Regions from separate parts of the Gossypium hirsutum genome. Here all the other regions are linked to region 2. A link is a contact called in public Hi-C data. All regions are on one chromosome and are shown on one strand. The core of a region is the stretch at or near the end of the contact, and the rest is flanking DNA. Distances in the headings are between cores, read along the strand shown. Region 1 has its middle 15 kb from the start of LOC107901014. Region 2 overlaps LOC107901016 (DNA cross-link repair protein SNM1). Region 3 has its middle 20 kb from the start of LOC121219016.

Region 1 (4,804 bases), core at 1,235-3,734, 190 kb before region 2:
CAAATATAAAAATATGGATAAGGATGTATATATATGTATATGTATATGAATTAAAATACGTATATATATGTATGTGTATATAAAAAAAATTATGAAATGTCTAAAAATATAAGAGTATGTGTATACATGTATATTTATAATAATAATAAGTACGTATGTATATGTTGTAGAAATGTATGCATGTATATATATGTATGCTTTGAAATTATAAAATATGAAAAAACATTTATATGTATGTATATGTATATGTATATGAGTTATAAAATATACATGCATGTATATACATGTATTATAAAAACATATGTATATAAATGTACACATATATGTATATATATAAAGTATATAAATAATATATAAGTATGTATATATATACAAATAAATTAAAAAAATATGTACGTATGCATATATATATATAACAAAATGTATGTATGTACATATAGACAACAAAATTTGAAATTAAAATGACATAAATAAGTAAATCATAACAATAATAATAATAATGTAATATAATAGTAATAATAATATTAAAATAATTAATTTAATGATAAAACAACTCTAATAACACATATGGGATTAAATTGGAAACCAAACTAAATTTTGGGGTCGAAACTATAAATAAATAAAGAAAGGATTGCCAGTGATCGAAATGAAACACGCTCAAAACTCAAGGGACTGATTGTGAAATATTCCCCAGCTCGAAACGCAGTGTTTTAATCGAGGGACTGCACATGGTCCAAGGACCATATCGAAACAGGAACAAAATTCGCTACCCAAATCAAAAAAACACAAAGAGTCAGATTGCATTATAGCGCAAAAGAGGAGGGGCTAAACATGCAATTAGCCCCTCCAAGCAAAACACGCGGATCCTCTGGCGGGTCGGGTCATGCGCGCTGGTCAGGGCCAAAACAACGTCGTTTCGGCACCTGACCTTCAGTTGCAAAACGGCGTCGATTGCTATAAAAGCCTAATTTTTTTTAAAAGTCCTCATTTCTGTTAAAAAAAACCTAAAAAAAAACTAAAACTCTCCGTTTCTCCCCTCTCTCCTCACTTTTTCCGATCAACAGACCTCGCCGCCACCATGGTCGATGGGCAGTGGCGAAAGAATGGGTTTTTAACCCCTTTTGCGGTGTCCTTGAGAGCCAAGCTCTCTCAACCCACGAGAAATGAACCGAAAGGGAGACCGTCGACACCTTTAGACCCGAATCGGACGACGGAGGAGAGACCCTCTGGCGGCGCGGTCACGGCCAACCCCGGTGAGTTTCCCTTCCCCCTCTTTGCTTGTTATTTAGTAAGTAGAAAAAAGAAAATAAAATAAAAAGATTCGAACAAAGAAAGTAAAAAAAAACCCTCAAAACTGCTCTCTTTTCATTTTTTTATTTAATGTTCCTGAAAGAGGAAGAAGAAAACATTACAGTGATGATCTTTGGCCTTTTATGGCCGATTACAACTGTTAATCTCTATTTTTTGTCGTCTTCTATTTGTTTTCTCTATTTGCTGTTTTCTTGGTTGTCTTTTACAGGTGACAGAGCAGCGTCAGATGTGCGTGGTTGGGGCGCTGGCGTGCGGCAGCGCGAAGGGCACGCGAGAAGGCCATGTGCGGCGCTGGGGGTGAACCTAGGTGCGGCGCACCTAGGGTTTTTGCCTCTCATTTTGCTGAAAATGTTTTTTAGTTTGTGGGCTGGTTATTGAACTTAGGGTTTTTTTACTATTGGGCCTATTAAGTGTGCTTTGGACTGTTTGGGTTTAATTTATTTTGAGTTTGTTTCTGTTTCCCTAGCCCAGGCAAAAATTGGGCTCTACAGGATAGATAACATAAATTCAGTGATTTGATTTTATGGAGATTAAGAGTTTACAATACCTTAATTTAAAGAGTTTAAACTTGGGTTGAGATATAGCTAAAGACTAAAAGATTTTAACCTATTATTGAAGTTCCCAACATTTCAAGTACCTATAAGTTATAACCACTATGGAATGAGCTATGGAGCCTATCTATTAAATCCCTGGACCACCTCCATAAAGTCTAAGGTGTAATCAATGGCTGGGAAACTAGTTGGGAAGTTTCCAAAAAAGGGAATCAAGAAAGGGGAAAATGTTTTGCTCCTTTGAAACAAAGTATGTGAACATATACATAAACGTGACTATTGTAAACATATAATACAAATTTATAAGACCCTTATTCATCTATCTACCAAGCTATAATGTAGCATTAAACTGATCACAAGAAGTTAAGCAATCAAGACATGAATGGTGGAAGAAAACACTAGGAAAAAAACCTGAAGCTGCGATCATCAGCACCTTTATGTGTCCGTACAAGGTGTTCGAGACTGTACTTGACACGGGGATAGTCACGGCGGCAGTTCGACAAAAGGACTGCGGAGCATCCTATCCTGAAAAAGCAATTCGGAACAAGCATAGACCGGTCCCGCCCTGGGTACCAATTGTAACCAACCATCTCTGTGTTCACTACAACAGCATAGTTGTTCGGGTTCGCTTGCAACATGTCTCTAGACAAGTCCACTGCTATGAGCCCAGCACTGCAGCCCATCCCACCAAGATTGTCTTCTCAAAGAGCTCATCGAGTGCCCCAAACATCACAGTTGAGGCTTCCAAGCGACCTTCTTTCATGGTTGCACTGTTCTCATCAGACATCACTGCCTTGGGAAGGTAAGTTTCATCCCCAACTCCCGATGATTTCACAATCCTTTTCTGGAATTGAAGACTAGCCTCATCAAACTTGCCTGATGCTCTTGCCATTTCAATAAACTGCTCCTTGGTCACCTGAAATGTAATATGAATAGGGTATACGTAAATGAATTGTTTCTCGTATAGCAAGAAATGCAAGTATATTTTCATTCATGCATGAAAAGTTCTTAACCTTTAAGTCATCGTGAGGACGAAAACATGCAAAGTCAATCAGATAAATGGAGCGAGGCCCTGACATAAAGTAAACAGAAATGGTGAATACAAAGACGGTGAAAAAAGAGAGGACTGTGGCAAGATCATAGCAAGCATCTTCCGATAGCTTTTTCCGTAGCTCTTCCCTACTAAGGCTTCCCACCTCCGCACTAAAAACAAGCACCAAAACTGGTATGGTAGCCAAGTAAATCCCACGATTGATCAGATAATGGTACCCTAACTTCACATACTTCAAGCTCACTGACTGAAGGAAATCCGGGATACGCCTTTGAACCCTGACAGAAAAGGTTAAGGAACCGGAATTAGGCCCGGAGGACTTGATCCCACAGTTCACAATCTCTGGTGACGAGATCTTGCTCATTTCTAGCCATGTTAAAGCCAGGATTAATCGCTAGGATGGTGAAGATCCAGGCCTATATATATATATATGCATATATATAATAATATTAATGTAAGATGGTGGGTAGAGTATAGTTAATGGGCAGACCAACTTGGTGGTGCAATTGAAAGGTTTTTAACTGCCTAAAAGTATTGAATTCAATGAAATCTGGTCTAATTCAAACTTTGAACAGGGTTTCTTTCGTTTATCATCATCAGCTGGTAAATTATACACTAAATTATGATCAAAGCTGTGGTTTGGAACATTTTATTTCTTATGATATTATGGGTTTTTTATCTAAAAAAGGTATTTTATTAATTAAAACTTAGACTCCGTTAGTTTCATTGAAAATAATTTCTGAAAATTATTTTTTTGCATTTTCCTATGTATGTTTCATGAAAAATAGTTTGGTCACGGAAAATGAAGGTCATTTTCCAATAAAGAGCTCATTTATAGGTAATTTTATTTTTATATTAAAAATTAACTTAAATCGAGCTTAATATTATTATATTAATAATAATTTTTTTATTTTAAAAATATTTAAAATTAATAAAATACTATAATTTTCAATATTATTAAATATACATATTTAATTATCCATATCTAATCATATAATAAATTGTTTAATATTTAAATTTTATTTTAATAATAAATTTAAAAAATAATAATTTTAAATAATATTGAAAAATATTCAATATTAATATTTTAATAATAAATATTTATTATAATTGTAATATACCGCCCGGCGTAGTCTTGTTGATGATTTGTATAGGCTAAAAGTTAAGTTAAGATTTAAGTCAAGGTAAGACTTATTTATATTCTATCCGCCAGAGAGGTATTTGTATTGGTTGTGCGCCATGTATGTGGCGGACTGTTTGATTTATAGGTAAGTTTGTTATGATTCACTTTTTAGGCGAAGTTTAAGTTGTAGTCTTTATATTTGGGGGTGGTTGTTGTGAAGAACCAGCCAATCAATGTTTCTTTAGGTAAGTTTGTGTGTTAAGTTCTTCCGTTTGAGTACACCAGTAGTGGATTGTGGGAATTGTGGATCTAAATGTTGTCTTGTTGTGCACATTTGATTTTTGTTTAGGAGTGAGTATTCGATCGAGTCGAATCGAGTCAAAAAATTTTGAGTTAGTTGAGTTGACGAATCCTATTTTAGCAACCGAACTCAATTTGAATTTTTTTTAATTGAGTTGAATCGAGTCAAAAAATTTCGAGTCGAGTCGAGTTAACAAATCTTATTATTTATACTTAATGTTACATTTACATAGACTGATTATTTAACTAGTAGACGAAGTACAAGCTTTTAGATTAATTTTGAGTAAAGGAAAAAGAGAAAGTGGGGAGATTCGGGAAGGAATGTAACCCCCTTACCCGTATTCGATGCCGGAATAGGGTACGACGTATTACCAGAACACATACACTTTTAACCATATTAACTGAGTTGTAAAATTTTATCTAAACTAAAACTTGCAAATTGTTATTCTTGATTCACTAATTAGGGTT
Region 2 (4,288 bases), core at 188-2,687:
CACGTAAAACCATGTGTAACACACATGACAAAGGAATTAGCAATAATAAAGATATAATAAATTAATGATACTTTGTATTTAAGTCAATTATTCCATCATATTAATATCTAAAATATGATTTATATATTTAAATTAAATTTTACAAAAATTTGTATTAATTGCTCAAAAGTATTTAAATTTTATATTCCATACATCATAATATTAACAAATTTAAAAGTTATTTAAATTAGCTACTTTTACTTTATTACATTATATCTAAAACGAACATTTTAACTTTTTACAACACTTTTTAATAGTTATGTTAAACGCATAAAATCTTAAATGACACTTCTTAAAAGCATTTTTAAAAAACTCTCCTTTAGAACACAATGCTAAACTAACTATTAAGCACAACAAAATGACATAAAAGGAGGTTTGAAAACAAGTTGAGTAGGCATAATTTCTTTACTATTATAATTCTATTATAAACCCCAAATTAAGTTGGTATAATGAAATAATATGGAGCCAATTCAATTAGAAATGGTTTGAAAATTATTATGTCAATATTGTGTCGGTATATATCGTGTCAATTCTCAACCTGTATCAAGTAATTTAGGTTTTATTTCATTGAAGATTTCAGTGCATTTTAATATGTTTCGACCCATTTTGATCAATACCGATGTGTACTAACCTATACCGGTTAGTAAAAAATTTTAATACTTCAAACTTAACTTTTTTTATAATTACATTTAAAGTTAAAATATAATTATTAAAATAAGTTATTGAAAGAAATTAATAATTTTAAAACTTATATTTGAATGTAAATATATTTATATGGATATATTTGCATACATATAATTTATTAAGAACTAAAAATTAGACTATAAATATATATATATAAACCCAAAGCAATACACCAAAAAACATCAAAATTAAAAATACAAAATTAGTAATTCAAAGTAATGTTTAAAATCCAAATAAGATAATCTTATTAATCCAACAAAATATTATATTCTTTGAATCAAATGCACACCTATAAAACTATTAATACATTTTGAAAACTATCATGAATAATTAATGTAATGTGATGTAATATACGATAAATTACACTCATGGTCACTTTAATTTTTTTTAATTCTATCATTCTAATTAAAATAATTGTAATTACTTAAAAATTCAATTAATCATTAACGAAAAATCCTGGCCTCCCCTTTGGGCCGCCGATTCCACCACTGCCTAAGCTCCAGCACCGTCATTTAGTTATCATTTTCTTTCCTTTTTGTTTCCAAGCTTAGCCGAAAGTAACTTCAATGGTAACCTTTTTCAATATCCCTTAATTAACATTGCTTTTGCTATCCCATTCTTTTTTCCCCCAGTGGCAAAGCCCAAGTCTTGAATCATTGTCGAGCCTTTGGCTCTCTTCGACCTCCCCGCCAAACACCTTTCAATTTGCTCTTCCGTCTTTCCCATTCCACTCTTTACGCCAACACACAAGGCAGATCCCTCTTTTTACTCTCCATAAACCCTAACCAAACCTCAATTAAATCCTTCCCTTCTCTTTCCCAAAACATTTCTCTTCTCCGCACCGTTTCCATTTTTGTTTCCCCCATTGAATTGATTTATGTTCTCGACCAAAACAGTGTCATTTTGGTACTTTCTAATGAGCTCTTGTTCTAACAAGTTCGTTCTTGATTGAATCGGTTAAAAAAATTTAAAGGGTTTGAAAGGAACAATAGTAATCACTCAAAGATTCCAAAAAAATCCATTCTCAAAGCATTGATTTTGTCAATTGTTCATCAAAAAGACAATAGGTTTTGGGTAAATTCAAAGGGTTTAAGATAATAGAGTGAAAAGGAAAGAGTTAGAGCAAAATCAACGATTTTCACTCTTTCCTAGCGATGAGCACGATCGAAAAAGGTAATCAAAGGCCAAACTACCATGCTAAAGCTTAAGCAACGATGGCATTGGCGACACAAATGAGAGGCCAAGGTTTTCAATTGAGAGAAGATTATTGATATCCCGTTAATGATTAACAAAAATTTTAATGAAATTTGGATAATTATTTTAATTAAAGTAATTAAATTGAAAAAAATTCAAATGATAAAAATAAAACAAACTTTATTTTAAAGAGACCAAAAATGTAGCTTACCTATAGTATATAAATACCATAAATCATAGCTGATAATGGTTTATTTTATAGGTATCCATATTAGAAGTCAAAACAGGCAATGCAATGCAATCATTCCATCTTATCAGAGAGATAGGGGTTTTCTAATTTTTACTGCCAATTAATGGTGGATTTGGATAAATAGTGCATTTAATTATGGTTGGTGTAAAAACAACAATAACGGTAAGATTAAATATTGTAACAATACTGTAACGTAAGATAAAAAATAAGCTAAACACACCACATCGCACTCAATCGTCCATCCAAATTTACCAGAAGTCAAAGTTGTTTAAATTAAACCAAATCAACCTGTTAAATTAGTTGAATCAAGATTCGGTTATGATATCAATCTGATTAGATTGATTGACCTATGAATTAATATAGACAAGTTGAATCGGTGATTAAAATTTCTTTTCTATTTTATTTTTTCTATTTTTTTAATAATTTATTTGCATTTAAGCGTGTGATTCTTGAACTATAAGACATGCTTAAACAATTTAATGAGTTCAAGAAATAAATTAGTTTTACCTTGCACCATGCCTTGAAAACCAATAATAACAGGGGTGAAATCGGATGTTCAACCCATTCCATCTCTTTGTAACTGTGCGACTGCAGCAACCAGAGCAAAAGATATAGTGCTGCTACTTGAGAGATCAAGTAGAGAACAAATCAAGGTAGCAAATGGGATATCATGGCTTTAGCAGAATCTGGTCCCTCGTTATTTACACTTGGTATTATGTTTTCTGGAGATACAAGTTTCACAAATTCTCTGAGCTCAGTGAAGCTGCTATGCTCACTATATGGTACTTCGTACCTGGAAAATAGCATCAGTAAGTCTCTACTCAAAATTTTAATCAGACCCTATATTTGGTCTGGCTCAGATTCATTTTATCTAAAGTACTCATATCCGATACACATCTTATGATCACACGAGTTAAAAGTATGATACTCTAAATATATGAAAAACTTTTAAAAATTAAGATCCGCATCCTAGTCCAGTAACAAAGGTGACTCCATACATATCTCATGAAAAATTAGGTTAAACCTAAGGCTGAAATCAAACCCCATTGCAAACCTAAATTAATACCTGAAAGCTTCAAAATTGCTCAAACATCACATAAAACACATGCCCCAGTGCAGGCTCTTTTATAAACATTTTTTTTTAATTGAATAATCTTTCCAAGTAGAGAAAGCAAGTAGGTTAGGGCCTGGAAGATGAAATAGACTTCTTTTAAGAACAGATATGGATGAGAGAAATACCTTATGATGGTACCCTGCTGCCACCTTCTCCCTGGAGATTTCTTTTTTCCCTTACCAAAGGTCCAACCCGTGGGAGAGAAAGCAACTACTAGATTGAATCGACGCTGAGAAGAAGACATATCCACGATCCATCAATAGTTGCATATGCATAAACATTACTAGTATAAAGAAAAAAAAACATACTACATAAAAGCGTTGAAGGTAAAATGACTTCAAACAAAATTGAAAATGTATAGCATGTTATGTAGTTGTTGCAGCACCACTTGATATTCTCTGAAAACAACTATACTAGTAAGATTATTTAGAATAAAATAGATGACATTCTTCGAGTAAAGAGGATATCACAAATTCCCTCTACGTGGTAACGAAATACATTAAGAATCTATAATGTGTCTTTCAAAAGAAAGATCTATACTACTAATCTTCTAATTCCTTTTCCTATTAAATGCGACGCTGACAATGAGAAACTAAGTACAAGGTGTATTAAACCATGTCACAAATAGTTCATTTATGCTAATCTTAAGTGCGTCATAGAATCTGATCCATCTTCTTCACCTTTCCTACTTTTGAGTTAAAAGTACAATATGACTTGATAGATTAATTTCACAGAAGATAATCTCAACATATCCAGCTTTTCAGAAAGTTGATTTTTACACTACTTATTTTCAATGAAGTATTTCTCAGGGTATAGCAAACTCATTGTTCATTTACGTATATTTATGTCATGAAAGAAAAGAATAAGGTAAAATACTGCATGTTCCTCACCGCATAATGATTAGATATATGTTTCAGTCGTTTGAAGCTTGCAAGTGTCCACATAGGGACAACATGGATCTGGCTTTCCTGATCATTAGATGTGAACCACTGCATGTCTTCCTCGGA
Region 3 (4,221 bases), core at 1,378-3,877, 220 kb before region 2:
AAGAAATTAATTTGATTGTTGATAATTAGATGGAATTGAATAATTGATTTTAGCTAATTCTTGGCTTATAAATTTTCAAACTACAAATTTTAATTGTGTTGGATTAATTTCTCTATTTTCATAAGTCAAAATAACTAAATTTGGATAAATTAAAATAGAGAGACTAATTGTTCAAAATTTTGTAAAGCAATATGTTTTAAAAATAAAAAATGTTTGCATGTTAAAGTCGACAATGGATCTGTATTATTTTCCAACAAGATTATGCCTCCAAAGTCCAAAGGGTAGGGAAATGTGAAGAAGAAAGCTTAAGTGGTGTATGTGGAAATTACCACTCAACTCACTTTTCTTTGCTGACACAAAATTTGGTAGCTTAGTCTCAACAACACTTTCTCCTTTCATTTTTGTGGAATAATTTTTTGCACTTAGAAGAGTATGCTGTAAGACCAAAAAGCCAGCACCTTGCATATATATTAAAGAAAATGATTTCCATTGTTTCCTCCTTTTCTTTTTCTTCTTCTACTTGTTCCTACTTTTGAAATTTAAAATTTAAAATTCAATTAATAATAATATTAATTGACTTCTTCTAAATTTGAACCTACTTTATCAATTAAAATTAATTTTTTAAATCAATATTAAAATGTAACATATTCAAAATTAACGAAAATTCATAAATAATGTTACCAAATAGATTTTTATAATTTTAAAATGAAAAAAAAAGATCAAAATGACTAAATTGGTGAAAATAAAAGCATCAAACCTAGTTTTTAAATCAACCCTGTAGAAGATTTTGATATTTTAAATTAATTTTTAATATTTTTATCTTAACTATTTTTAAAATAAAATATAAACATTTAATTAAATTAGTCAACGTAATTAATAATTTTAAAATATATTTATATGCATGTAATACGTAAATAATATATAAATATTTTTAAAATATAGATAAATTAATACCAAAATAAAAACGGTAGTGAGTTGGAAATTATTTAAACCTTAATTAAGAAATAAAATAGAAAGAAGATAGAAGAAAAAGAGGGGAGGGGTGAGAAATTGAAGCATGTGGCAGTTGTCAAAACTGCAGTTTCCCAGCACCACACTGGCTCAATGCGGTGCGTGCATCACGTCACATTTTATTAAATCCTAACTTCTTTGGGGACACACACGCTTCATTATTCATTATTATCAAAAGGAAGACCTCAACTCATATACATAAGCAACAAAAGACTTCTTCGGTAAAAAACAAAATATAACTTTCCTTAATTTGAATTTCCACAACTTAATTACTCAAATCAAATATATATAAAAATTCTTTCTTGGTTTTCTTCCCCTGATTAGAGTTATTAATTAAATCAAATATTAATTTTTTTGAAAAATATGAAATTGGTAAGTTTGGTGATAGAGGGAGTGCCTACTCCCCTCACCAACATCAAATCTTTAAAGACACAATTTCCATATTTAAGGTATTAACAATTTATTGGACTATATTAATTATATGGTTGGTATTTAGCCATTATAAAAAAAATTATATTACTTCGAGAATTTTATATTGGTTGGATTGATATTAAATTACGCAAGATAATTTGTTGGATCATGATTTTAGTTGTCAAGAGTCTATATTTACAGTGTTTGATATTATTATAATGTATTAAACTTATTTTGTTGTTGCTTTAGTGGGATCGATATAGATATCTTCATATGTAAGCAAGTCTTGAAATTAAGTCTACATATTTGAGAGTCTTGAATAGGTGATTGTACTAAGAGTTAAGCACTTAATATGTTCTTTTCATAATATTATTGTGTGAGTACAATTTGATAGTAAAATCTTGTGTTATGATTTTACTTGTTGAATTCAAAAATGATGAATTTAGTGGTGAGAGTATTATATCTTCAAAGTACAACAATAAAGAAAATTATCACGATATGTTCACTTTTATATTTGTTGAAGTGAGTACATACTTTTGATTAAGCACTCCGCATAAGTAGAAAAACATTTTATGGGGTGGTTGAAGAAGTGCCACCACTTCAATTTAAGGTCTTTAAAATCTAATACTTTAGTAAACTTGAAGCCTTTTAAAAAAGTAAAGCTCCACTTCCACGACTAGTAATATTTAGCCTAGTTAATTAATTATAAGGTTATGATATTTAGATATAGCATGTATAATATTATTAGGGTCATGCATGGTTTTGGACTGAGCTTTACGTCATACGCGGAGATTTTCCAGTCTTCTGAAGGTTTCCACCATTTTTACTAATTTAAAAGAAAAAAAAGGTTTATTTACAATGTCAAATACTTTATTATTAATTGAAAAAAGAAAAGAGAAAACCCACAGTATTTAATTGTTTGGTAAAAAATAAAATTTTGTACATACGCAGTAGTCATGGAGAAGATGGAAAAAGGGCAGTAAATAATGGTTGTTGAGGATTGTGGATTTTTTTTTTTTTTTTTTGACGAGACAAGCCCTTGCCTCTTTTCATAAAGAATGATTTTATTTCATAATTCATAAGACGACAGAACAAACTCCCAAACAGGAAGAAGACAGCAGAGAAAGAAAGCCATCAAAGTGCCCTGAAAAGCAAGACAGCAAGGGCGGATCCTTATGGGCCTAGCCTCAAAAATATGGGAAATTTTGAAAGTTTTAATAAATTTTAGTTAGGCGTCAAAAATCCTTATGGGCCTAGGATCCATCACTGCAAGAAAGCATCCTCGAGATCAAAATAACATTTGATCCAAGAATTATGTTCTGAGGTCTAGTAAAATTTTTTTTAAAATTAGGAGTTAAATGAGATTTTTTTTAAAAAAAATTTTGAGGTCTAATTAACCTTTTTATAAAATTAATAAAAATTTTCAAAAATTTAAGGAGGCTTAACTAAAATTTCCTAGAACTTTGAAAGGAAAGTTTCATTATTGATTACCAAACATGTTTTTCAATTTCCAAAAGTACAAAAAATAAAATTAAAATTATTTTTAAAAATGAAAATAGAAAATATTTTCAAGAATCAAATCCAGCCTAATGCTCTTATATAATTTTATAAACAAACATTACTAGTTTTTGGTCCATGTGATGCATGGGTTTGAATTTTTATATTAACATTATTGATATTAATTCATTTTTTGGTATATAATTTTTATTTAAAATTTGTAACTTTCATAATCTGATCTAGACGTTAAGTCCGAATTCAGAAGATTACATTGGCCACCAAAATTATCAGTAAGTTAACGGAGTTTATAAAACAGACATTTTAAGCATTTGTTTATTTTAGAGGAAAACTTAGTTAATTTCCATTTTATTTATTACTCAAATTTTATTTATAATCTAGTAGCGGAAAAGTGATATTCAACTTAGTTTTAATTAAGTAAAATTAGAATTATTTTATGCATAATTAATTTAAAATTCATGTTTCAATATCCTAAATTTGAATTAAATATCATGCATACTAAATAAACTCAAAATCATAGTCCCATGCCACAATTCAAATAAAGCGATACAATTCCAAAATAACAGAAATTTTAAGTAGTAAATCTAAAATACTTTTTAATAAAAAAGATCAATTCGAGCCGAGCCTTTCGTATGCGGAGTCCATGTCATAACCTGGTGGGTTATCTGTAAATATAGAAATAATGGGGGAGTGAGCTTAAGAAGCTCAATGTGAGTTCAATCATAAGAAAACCAATGCAAGCGGTAGACAAATCATACAAAATTGTGACAGCCCTAATGTGACCCTAGTCGGGAAGTGGTTTCGGGACCACAAAACCGAGTTATAAAAATAATTAATTGCTATATTCTATGTTTATTATGTGTGTGTACATGCATATGTGGAAGTTTCATTCCCTAATTTTGCCAATTGCATGAGGAATTATTAAATAGGGATCAACATGAGACATGGTGAAATATGATAGGCTAATTTTAAAGGGCTTATTAGTGCATGTCAAAACAAGGGTGGACTTGCATGTCAAATTGCCCAATTCCCTTATAGTGGCCGGCCAAGATGGATTGATGATGGGCAATATATTTGTTGAATTTGATATTATAATAAGAAATTGGGTTATTGGAGTATAATAAATAAAAGAAAGAATAAAAGAAAAAAAGAAAGGTAATGAAAACAAAGCTTGTATCCTTGGTTCTTCTTGGCCGATTGTAAAGAGGAAGATAGGAGGGAAACATTCGGTCACTTGAAGCTTGAGAAGGTTAGTAAAAATTTTGCTAGTTTTTGAAATTTTAA

What was found. Hi-C and Micro-C count contacts between places; a contact is called where the count stands out from the background.
Region 1: a Hi-C map of leaf shows a contact between it and region 2, with 2.7 times the contacts expected there. The contact joins two enhancer-like sites. A contact is called at or near these places in 3 of 34 Hi-C or Micro-C datasets (all in leaf).
Region 3: a contact with region 2 is called in a Hi-C map of leaf, with 3 times the contacts expected there. The contact joins two enhancer-like sites. A contact is called at or near these places in 2 of 34 Hi-C or Micro-C datasets (callus and leaf).

Annotation. Positions count from the first base shown.
Region 1 is chrD06:16,398,696-16,403,499 of Gossypium_hirsutum_v2.1, reverse strand. It overlaps the pseudogene LOC107899933. Among protein-coding and RNA genes, the nearest start is that of LOC107901014, 15 kb to the right of the region's middle. Within about 2 kb of position 2,484, at least 3 of the 9 cell types and tissues checked have an H3K27ac peak or open chromatin away from gene starts, as enhancers often do. A contact at or near this core is called in leaf, where this site is marked.
Region 2 is chrD06:16,204,475-16,208,762 of Gossypium_hirsutum_v2.1, reverse strand. LOC107901016 (DNA cross-link repair protein SNM1) reads right to left here. Exons shown (of 10, transcript XM_041095739.1): 8 at 4,172-4,288; 9 at 3,407-3,510; 10 at 1,048-2,960. The coding sequence ends at 2,816. Among protein-coding and RNA genes, the nearest start is that of LOC107901016, 6.8 kb to the right of the region's middle. Within about 2 kb of position 1,437, at least 7 of the 9 cell types and tissues checked have an H3K27ac peak or open chromatin away from gene starts, as enhancers often do. A contact at or near this core is called in leaf, where this site is marked.
Region 3 is chrD06:16,424,092-16,428,312 of Gossypium_hirsutum_v2.1, reverse strand. No RefSeq gene overlaps it. Among protein-coding and RNA genes, the nearest start is that of LOC121219016, 20 kb to the left of the region's middle. Within about 2 kb of position 2,627, at least 4 of the 9 cell types and tissues checked have an H3K27ac peak or open chromatin away from gene starts, as enhancers often do. A contact at or near this core is called in leaf, where this site is marked.